Linked DNA regions of Mus musculus: region 2 is linked to region 1. The links are chromatin contacts, called in public Hi-C maps. All regions are on one chromosome and are shown on one strand. The core of a region is the stretch at or near the end of the contact, and the rest is flanking DNA. Distances in the headings are between cores, read along the strand shown.

Evidence for each region. A called contact is a pair of places that touch in the nucleus more often than the background predicts.
Region 2: a contact with region 1 is called in a Hi-C map of muscle stem cells, with 1.8 times the contacts expected there. A contact is called at or near these places in 4 of 484 Hi-C or Micro-C datasets (the G1E-ER4 cell line, the HPC-7 cell line, muscle stem cells and 1 more) and 4 of 130 datasets of targeted methods (CD8 T cells, embryonic fibroblasts, embryonic stem cells and 1 more).

What each region holds. Positions count from the first base shown.
Region 1 is chr19:33,008,975-33,012,536 of GRCm38.p6, forward strand. No RefSeq gene overlaps it. Among named protein-coding and RNA genes, the nearest start is that of Gm36860, 30 kb to the left of the region's middle.
Region 2 is chr19:33,099,324-33,102,984 of GRCm38.p6, forward strand. Gm29863 (a long non-coding RNA gene) reads left to right here. Exons shown (of 5, transcript XR_386659.2): 3 at 264-362; 4 at 1,410-1,546; 5 at 2,429-2,838. Among named protein-coding and RNA genes, the nearest start is that of Gm29863, 15 kb to the left of the region's middle.

The sequences.
Region 1 (3,562 bases), core at 972-3,471:
TGATTCTCCACCCCCACTGCTCTTGCCCAGTTTCCCATTGTCTGTGGCTGATTAGGCTACACATGGACCAGAGCTATGAAGTATAATCTCAAAATGAAAATAGTCCTTTCCTCCATATGACTTGCCTTCTTGACAAGGGTTCCTTGGGGCCCAGACTATTGTAGAGTTCCTGAGACAAGTCTATTAGTTTCCCTGCCCATCTCTCCTTCTTCCTTATGCATGCCTCTAGAGTTGGGGTTGTGACCAGTTCCAGATAATCACCTTTGTTCTGCCTTAGAATCCTTCTACCTGCTTGTGGTGGTTTGTATATTCTTGGACCAGGGAGTGGCACCATTTGGAGGTGTGGCCTTGTTGGTATAGGTGTGACCTGGTTGGAGTAGGTGTGTCACTGTGGGTGTGGGCTTAAGACTCTCACCCCAGTTGCCTGGAAGTCAGTCTTCCACTAGCAGCCTTTGGATGAAGACATAGAACTCTCAAGTCTGCCTGCGCCATGCCTGCCTGGATACTGCCATACTCCCACCTTGATGATAATGGACTGAACCTCTGAACCTGTAAGCCAGCCCCAATTAAATGTTGTTTTTATAAGACTTGCATTGGTCATGGTGTCTGTTCACAGCAGTAAAACCCTGACTAAGACACTGCCCAAGGCTAAGCTTGACATGTCTGGCTTCTACTCTTTCTGAGTAAGATGCCTCCTGGGACACTTTTGGTTTTCAACATGCTTCTTTCACACCTTGACACAGACATGGCCACCTCCACCACCTTATCAGTTCTGCACACACCTGGCTCATTTTAAACCTTAGCAATGAACACAGCATACATTGTCTTGCAGCTACTGCTGAAACATCTCAGCAATTCCTGAGTCCCCAGCAGTCAATGTCACATGCCAACATGATGTCCTGGCTATGAAGAACTGTCTAATATTTTATTTACATTATATATGTATGTATATCTCTACACAGGCTATTCTTTTGAGTTATAATTTCTTAAGATAAGTGTCTATGTCTAAAGGACACGCACATTCTTGGGGGTTTTGACACACATGGTCACATTGGAATGATACTCACAAGTAGACTGGGCTGCCATTAATACAGCATATAGAATTGAGGTCCTGTTTGTTTTTGAGCTGCAGCGTTCTGGTGCACAGGAGTCACCATGGGCTTGGAGACTAGGAATTCAGCTCCTCTTTTCCTCTTCTTAGGAGTCATGTACTCTTAGGGAAGTTAACACTCTTGCTTCATCTTGCTCATCTGTGAAACCATAGTGCAGGCTTTCCCTGCCCACCTCACAGAATGGTGGCAGAGGATCAACCGTGATAAGAGAGCACTTTGAATGTGCCAAGAACTTGGTCAGCATCCTAGGGCACTGTGCATTAGTGGCTCATGCTCCCTTATGAGTTCTTCATTCCCCATCAACACATTCAGCCAGGGATAAGCACAGATGCACAATGCCCCACATTGTGTCTCAGGCAGACTCTGAGATGGGCTAGGGCAAGACTTGTGGATAACAGAACTGGAGCAGGGCTAGGGGCTGCTAGCATGCCATCCTGGTGGAGTAATTAAATACTAATGCATGTCTGGCATTGACAGGCACTCTTACCATTTGTGGATCTTCTCCCTGCTGTCTCATGAAAAGAAGGTGCATTTGGGTAGAGACTGACTGAAGACTATTTCCATTCTGTCAGGGAGCAAACTTTCTCAAAGAGCAGTCAGGAGGTGGGCCAAGGAAAGCTAAGAACATGATAGACAACGTGGATTGCTTTTGATGTTGAGTTTTTGGTGCCCACATTTGTCTCACTTAAGCTCACTGTGAGAGAGGGAAGGGGGAAGTAATGGAAGGAGAGAAGAAGGGAGGGAGGGAAAGAAAGAGAAAGAATAGAATGGAAAGCGCTGTAGGCACTACAGAGAGCCCATTATCTCAAAAATAATTATTCCCTTTTAGAAAGTCCCTGCAGCGAGGCTGGGGACAGAGAACAGATGTGGCTCTTAGTCAAGAATACTTAGAACCCAAACCAGAAATTCAGCTACGGGAATAGCTGTCAGCCAGGACGAAAGGCCATGTTGACATGGTTGGTACTGAGCAATAGTGTCTAGCCCCTCGAAATGCAAATGCTGTTGTTTGCAGTACAAAAGCTCCGGTTTTCCCTTCAACAGAGCGTGTACTATTAAAATAGCATGTCCCGTGTGGAATTGCCACACATTCTTTCCATTTTTCCCCCTAGTGTGAGTCAGAGTGCTGATTCTCGACAAGGCCAAAAAGAAAGCCATCTAATTTACATGGGCACAGAGGACCCACATCTGGATGAAGTTAGCCCGAATGGGAATTACTTGCAACATTTAAATATAGGCGTGCAGAACTTCCTTGTTTTGACCATATGAGGCGTTCACATACAATTCCATGAAAGCAAAACCTGAAAGTCTACTTCTTATTAAAAGGAGCCCATGCTCATTCTGTCATTACAGAACTGACCCAAACCTACAGACTGGCTGTGAACGGTAAGAGGCCATCGGACTTTCATCAGCCCCCGCAACGGCTGGAGTGAGATAGCAACCGTCAAAGGAACATTACATTCCCCCATGTTTGTGCCAAGATGCTAGTGGGATCTGAGATCTGTCCCATCTGGAAATCCCAAGGATGGTAGTGAGCTGCAGATGCTGGGCAACCCGGATGGAGACCGTTGAGACTGTCAAGTACACACCAGATAGATCCTGTAGGCTTTAATGAATAGCATTAGCAGACATGTCCAGTTTAAGTCAATGCAGGGAGAGAAAATATGGACAGTGGAGAACAGCCATTGGGAAGGATAATATGAACAGTTGATGAATAGGGACGAGGAGACATTCTTACTATAGACTTTAGTGTGGAAAGTGGTAGACAAATAAGAAAGATTATCTTGTTAGAGGCTAAAGAATCTGAAAAAATTACTTTGTGACAGCATTTAACTCCTGTGAATTCTCTACCTTTGCCATGCTCAGTTTCTGCCAAGCGACATTTACTAGGATTTTAGGCATTTGGCCTCAACTTCGGTATCCTTCTCTGGGCTTCTGGACCGTGTTCTGAAGAAACACGATAATACCATCTTTGCCATTGGCTCCATCCGAATTCCTTTCAGGGTGGGTATCTGTCTTTAGTTAGGAAAGGTACTTGCTAAGCTGCTAATCATGGGACTGAGCCTCCTCAAGCATGGGCTAACAGGCAGATGAGGGCAAACCCACCTCACATTGAATTTAGGTTAAAAAGGGAAGATGTGTGAGGGAGAAGAAAACAAGCGTGGAAGGAAAGCTTATGATGGATCTGGCAAAGGCCTCAGCACGTGAGAGGTTGGATAGGAAAAGGCTCCCAATACCACATGCCCACTCTTCAGCCTGAAGCTTCTTTGGAATCTTGCCTCTCCACGGCCACGGCTCCGGTTAAAGTCCTTCTAGAGAGATGTGAATGTCCTTGAGTTTGCTGGCTCCTAGGAGCTGATGGAGTTTCACGTTGGAGTTGAGGAATTAGTGACTTGGGAGATCATGCATTAGCTAAAGGAAGAGGAATTTTTACAGAAGAGCAATTGCCAATC
Region 2 (3,661 bases), core at 953-3,452, 90 kb after region 1:
AACTGAATCACATGATGTGTGGACAACTGCCTGGATTAGTGTCAGAAACAGAACAAGTACTTAGACACGATGTGCGTGACGAGAAAACACAAACACACCGATTTGGCAAATGATAAACTCACATGTGCAAGTTTCTTACCGGGGCATCCAGTGTCAACATAATTAAAGGAAATCTCATTTTCCTTGAAGCTCTGCTTGCTAGCTGAACTTTTCAGCTCTGCACAAGTCCCTCTCCTAATCCATCTGTATCTTCATTGTTTTAGACAAAGGACGATTAGTCGCAGGCTGGGCTCTCGGAGTGTTGAGATATGGATTAAGAATACTCCGTTCAGTGATGTTGAATGACCAATTGAATATTTTTGGTGAGTATATTTTGCATTTTCCTCAAAGTTAAATCTTTGGATCTGAATGTCATCTTGTCTGTCTGCTCAGCATTAATTCTGCAATACTGGGACCAGCACATTGATGTTTTAAATCATAAGAAGAATCTGCTTTTATTTAATATCTTTGTCCCTCTATGAACTGTGGGGGAAAGGGAGTTGTCAAGCCTGTGTTCAAACCAAAATTTGCCAAAAAATCCTTTAAAGTAATAATCTTTAGGCAAGACCAGTAGCACTCTCTTGTTTCATTTCAGTGTGTGTGTGTGTGTGTGTGTGTGTGTGTGTGTGTGTGTGTGTATCTTTCCTGTGTTTCCTGCTCCCACCTGAACTGCACAGTAATTAAAAATCACGTCATCTCTCCAGTTGTGCATCAGGGCTACATGCATGTCACTTGGCCACTCTGCTATCTAAATCAGGTGTTGGGGGTGGGGTGGGGAATCAAGGTTAGTGTGAACAGCTGGCATCTGCGTCCGGCCAGGCCAGCTGAACTTCAGCCTGAAGCTTGGCCCAAGCCCAGACTGATAAAGCCTTAGCTTAGCTCTAGATTTCTACAGAATTAGTGTGCAGAATGTAAAGACATGAAGACCAGCTCCATCTGCTGTGCATGTCTCTTGAGGCCATTGGGGGCTTAACTTGCTTTGGGGGAGAAGACAGTAGAGTGGAGTGGGGTGAACCCGGGGGTATCTTTGCCTCTGGCCTGTTTCAACCTATCCATCAAAATGCTGACCTATATTCCAGTGACACATATTAGATCCAAGCAGGACAAACTACCCAGGGTGTCCTCCCCCCTCCCACTTAGGCAAGGGGGCAGCCACATCTGTTCTTTCTCCTCAGGCTCCAGATGTGAGCTGTGAGGGGCAGAAGGAAGGTTGTTAAGAGGCAAGTCCGGTGCAGCAGGAACAGCACTGCATTCTCAGGAAAGCAGCAGTAAGCAGTGGGGTGAAAGAAAGAAAGATAGGTTTTCGGATCCCCAGATCTCCCCCCCCCCCCAAGCCATTGTTTTTAAAATGCTTTCCTGTATTTCTGTAGAGTGGGCAGATGGCAAGATCCTGGAAGTGTAAAACAGCTACAAGAAACAAGATGATTCAGACAGAAGGAGTATGAATAAATCCTGGCTGGTCATCTCATTATTAATCAAGATACCACCACCCACCCTCTACCGCCTTGTAAGTGTGTGCGGGTACAAACACACACACACACACACACACACACACACACACTCACTTGCTTGCATCTGTGCATACATGCATCTCCCTCTATTGCTGACTGCCTTATACCCCTGAAGTAGACTCTCTCACTGAACCAGTGCCGATTTTGTTTTTTGCCTAGGCCGTGGGCTAAAAAGCCACTGTAATTCTCTCTCTTGTCTCTGTCTTCCCTGCCTCAGTGCTGGAATTACAGGCCCACTTGGGTACATTCAGTTTTTTATGTGTGTGCTGGAGATCTGAACTCAGATCCTCACATTCAGGAAATAAGTGTTCCTACCCACCAAGCCTTCTCCTGAGCCTATCTTTAAGTTTTCATGCCTTGTTTCATTTTTAGAAGGGTGCAGTGTACAGTCAGAGCTCTGTTTGAGGCTTTGGATAGGAAAAAAAAAGGCACCATTTTTACATTTTACTTATTTTGTGAATTGGCTCATTTGGAAGATGTGGGGATGAGACCACTCATTGTCAGTAGAGGAAGAAAGAGAAAATGGAACTCCTATGGAGGACGCCAGAGCCGAGAGTCAGGGCCACAACCAAAAGCCAGGGATGGTGCCCTCTAAAGCACAGGAACTGTGCCTAAGAGAGATATTTTCAAGTGGGCCTGTGGTTTACCACAGTGTCCTCGTGATCAGTATAGTGGTCAGATGTCAGGCGTAACTGAAAGTAAGTTCGTTTTCCCACAGTGGGGAGAGAGAGAGGGAGAGAGAGAGGGAGAGAGAGAGGGAGGGAGAGAGGAAGGGAGAGAGAGAGAGAGAGAGAGAGAGAGAGAGAGAGAGAGAGAGAGAGAGAAGCAAAAAAGAAGAAAACATTTGCTCATATGAAACGAATACTTTTCCATTTTAGAGCTGGGCTGGCGCAGGCTTGAAAAAAACGTACCATCACCCGTGTGATGTTTCTGAAGAAAGCCGGAGAAGCAGCAACAGTTGGTGCCTTTGATTAGCAGAACATTTCAATCCCCACCCCATCTTTTCTCCAAATAGTCGTTCACAATGCGAGTGCTCAGCCCCACTGTTTGCTCGGTTCAATAGATCTGGGGGCAAGGGTTATGCCTTCCTGTTACCATGGGGCTGGCAGAGAGAACTGGAGGCCAGTGATCTTAGTCTGAGCTTCAGGATCATGGCTAGCTCCCTACAACTGTCCCCAGATGTTCCCAATTCAACCTGCAGTGCAGATTACGTAATCATCTCTTCACGACGCATGAGCATAGGGGGAACTCTGGGCTCCAAAGAGTTAAATTGTCATCTGCAATGGAATAAATGGTTTAACCACAAATTCATCCTGTGCTCGCCTACTTATGTGTTACCCTGGGTGCATGCATTTCCCCCTTTCAGATATTATTATCTTTTATGATATCATATCTTAAAATGGCTCCTCTGTCATTTAGGAGCAAGGTCTCCTAGGTTCACCACCAGAAATGGAGCTGAGTGCTTTCTGTATTCACATATGTCACATAAGCCCTGGGAATACAGGGTGACAGTGTACCACTCACTGCCTGGAAGACAGGAAGCTGCATATTCTAGGCAGCCCTGCATCCCACCTTGGATGCCTTTTCTTTCTGTCCTGATCCTTAGCAAAACCAAGCATCCGAACCTGATCTTTCCATCTCCCTGAGCTGGGACTACCTTGAGCATCCAGTGTGAAATTTCCTGCTGACATTGTTTTGGCTGGATTGCTAGCTACATGTGGGAGAATTTAGCTCAAACAGCACAAAGCTAATAGCATGCCTCTGTGCAGTCAAAGGGAGATCAGTAGAAAAAAGGTGACGTCATGGATATTTCAGGGACTTCAGGTCTGCTGTGCAAAGCGGCTTCTTCACTACACATAAGTCAGAACCTGGAATTGAGACAAAAAACAACTCTCCCTTCTCATAAATAGCTGCTCCGGGACTCAAAAATATTCTAAATGCAATGGTTCAGATATGGTCCCTTTTCCTTGGAGATCCATCTGATTTCCCAAGTCCAATCACAAACTTCTTAATAGCATGTCATGAACCTCTCAGCTCATTATTTTTCTTCAAAGCTCTCCAGCTCGCCAGTGTGCAGCCTGTGAAGTGTCACCCAGTGAAGTGCTGCACCA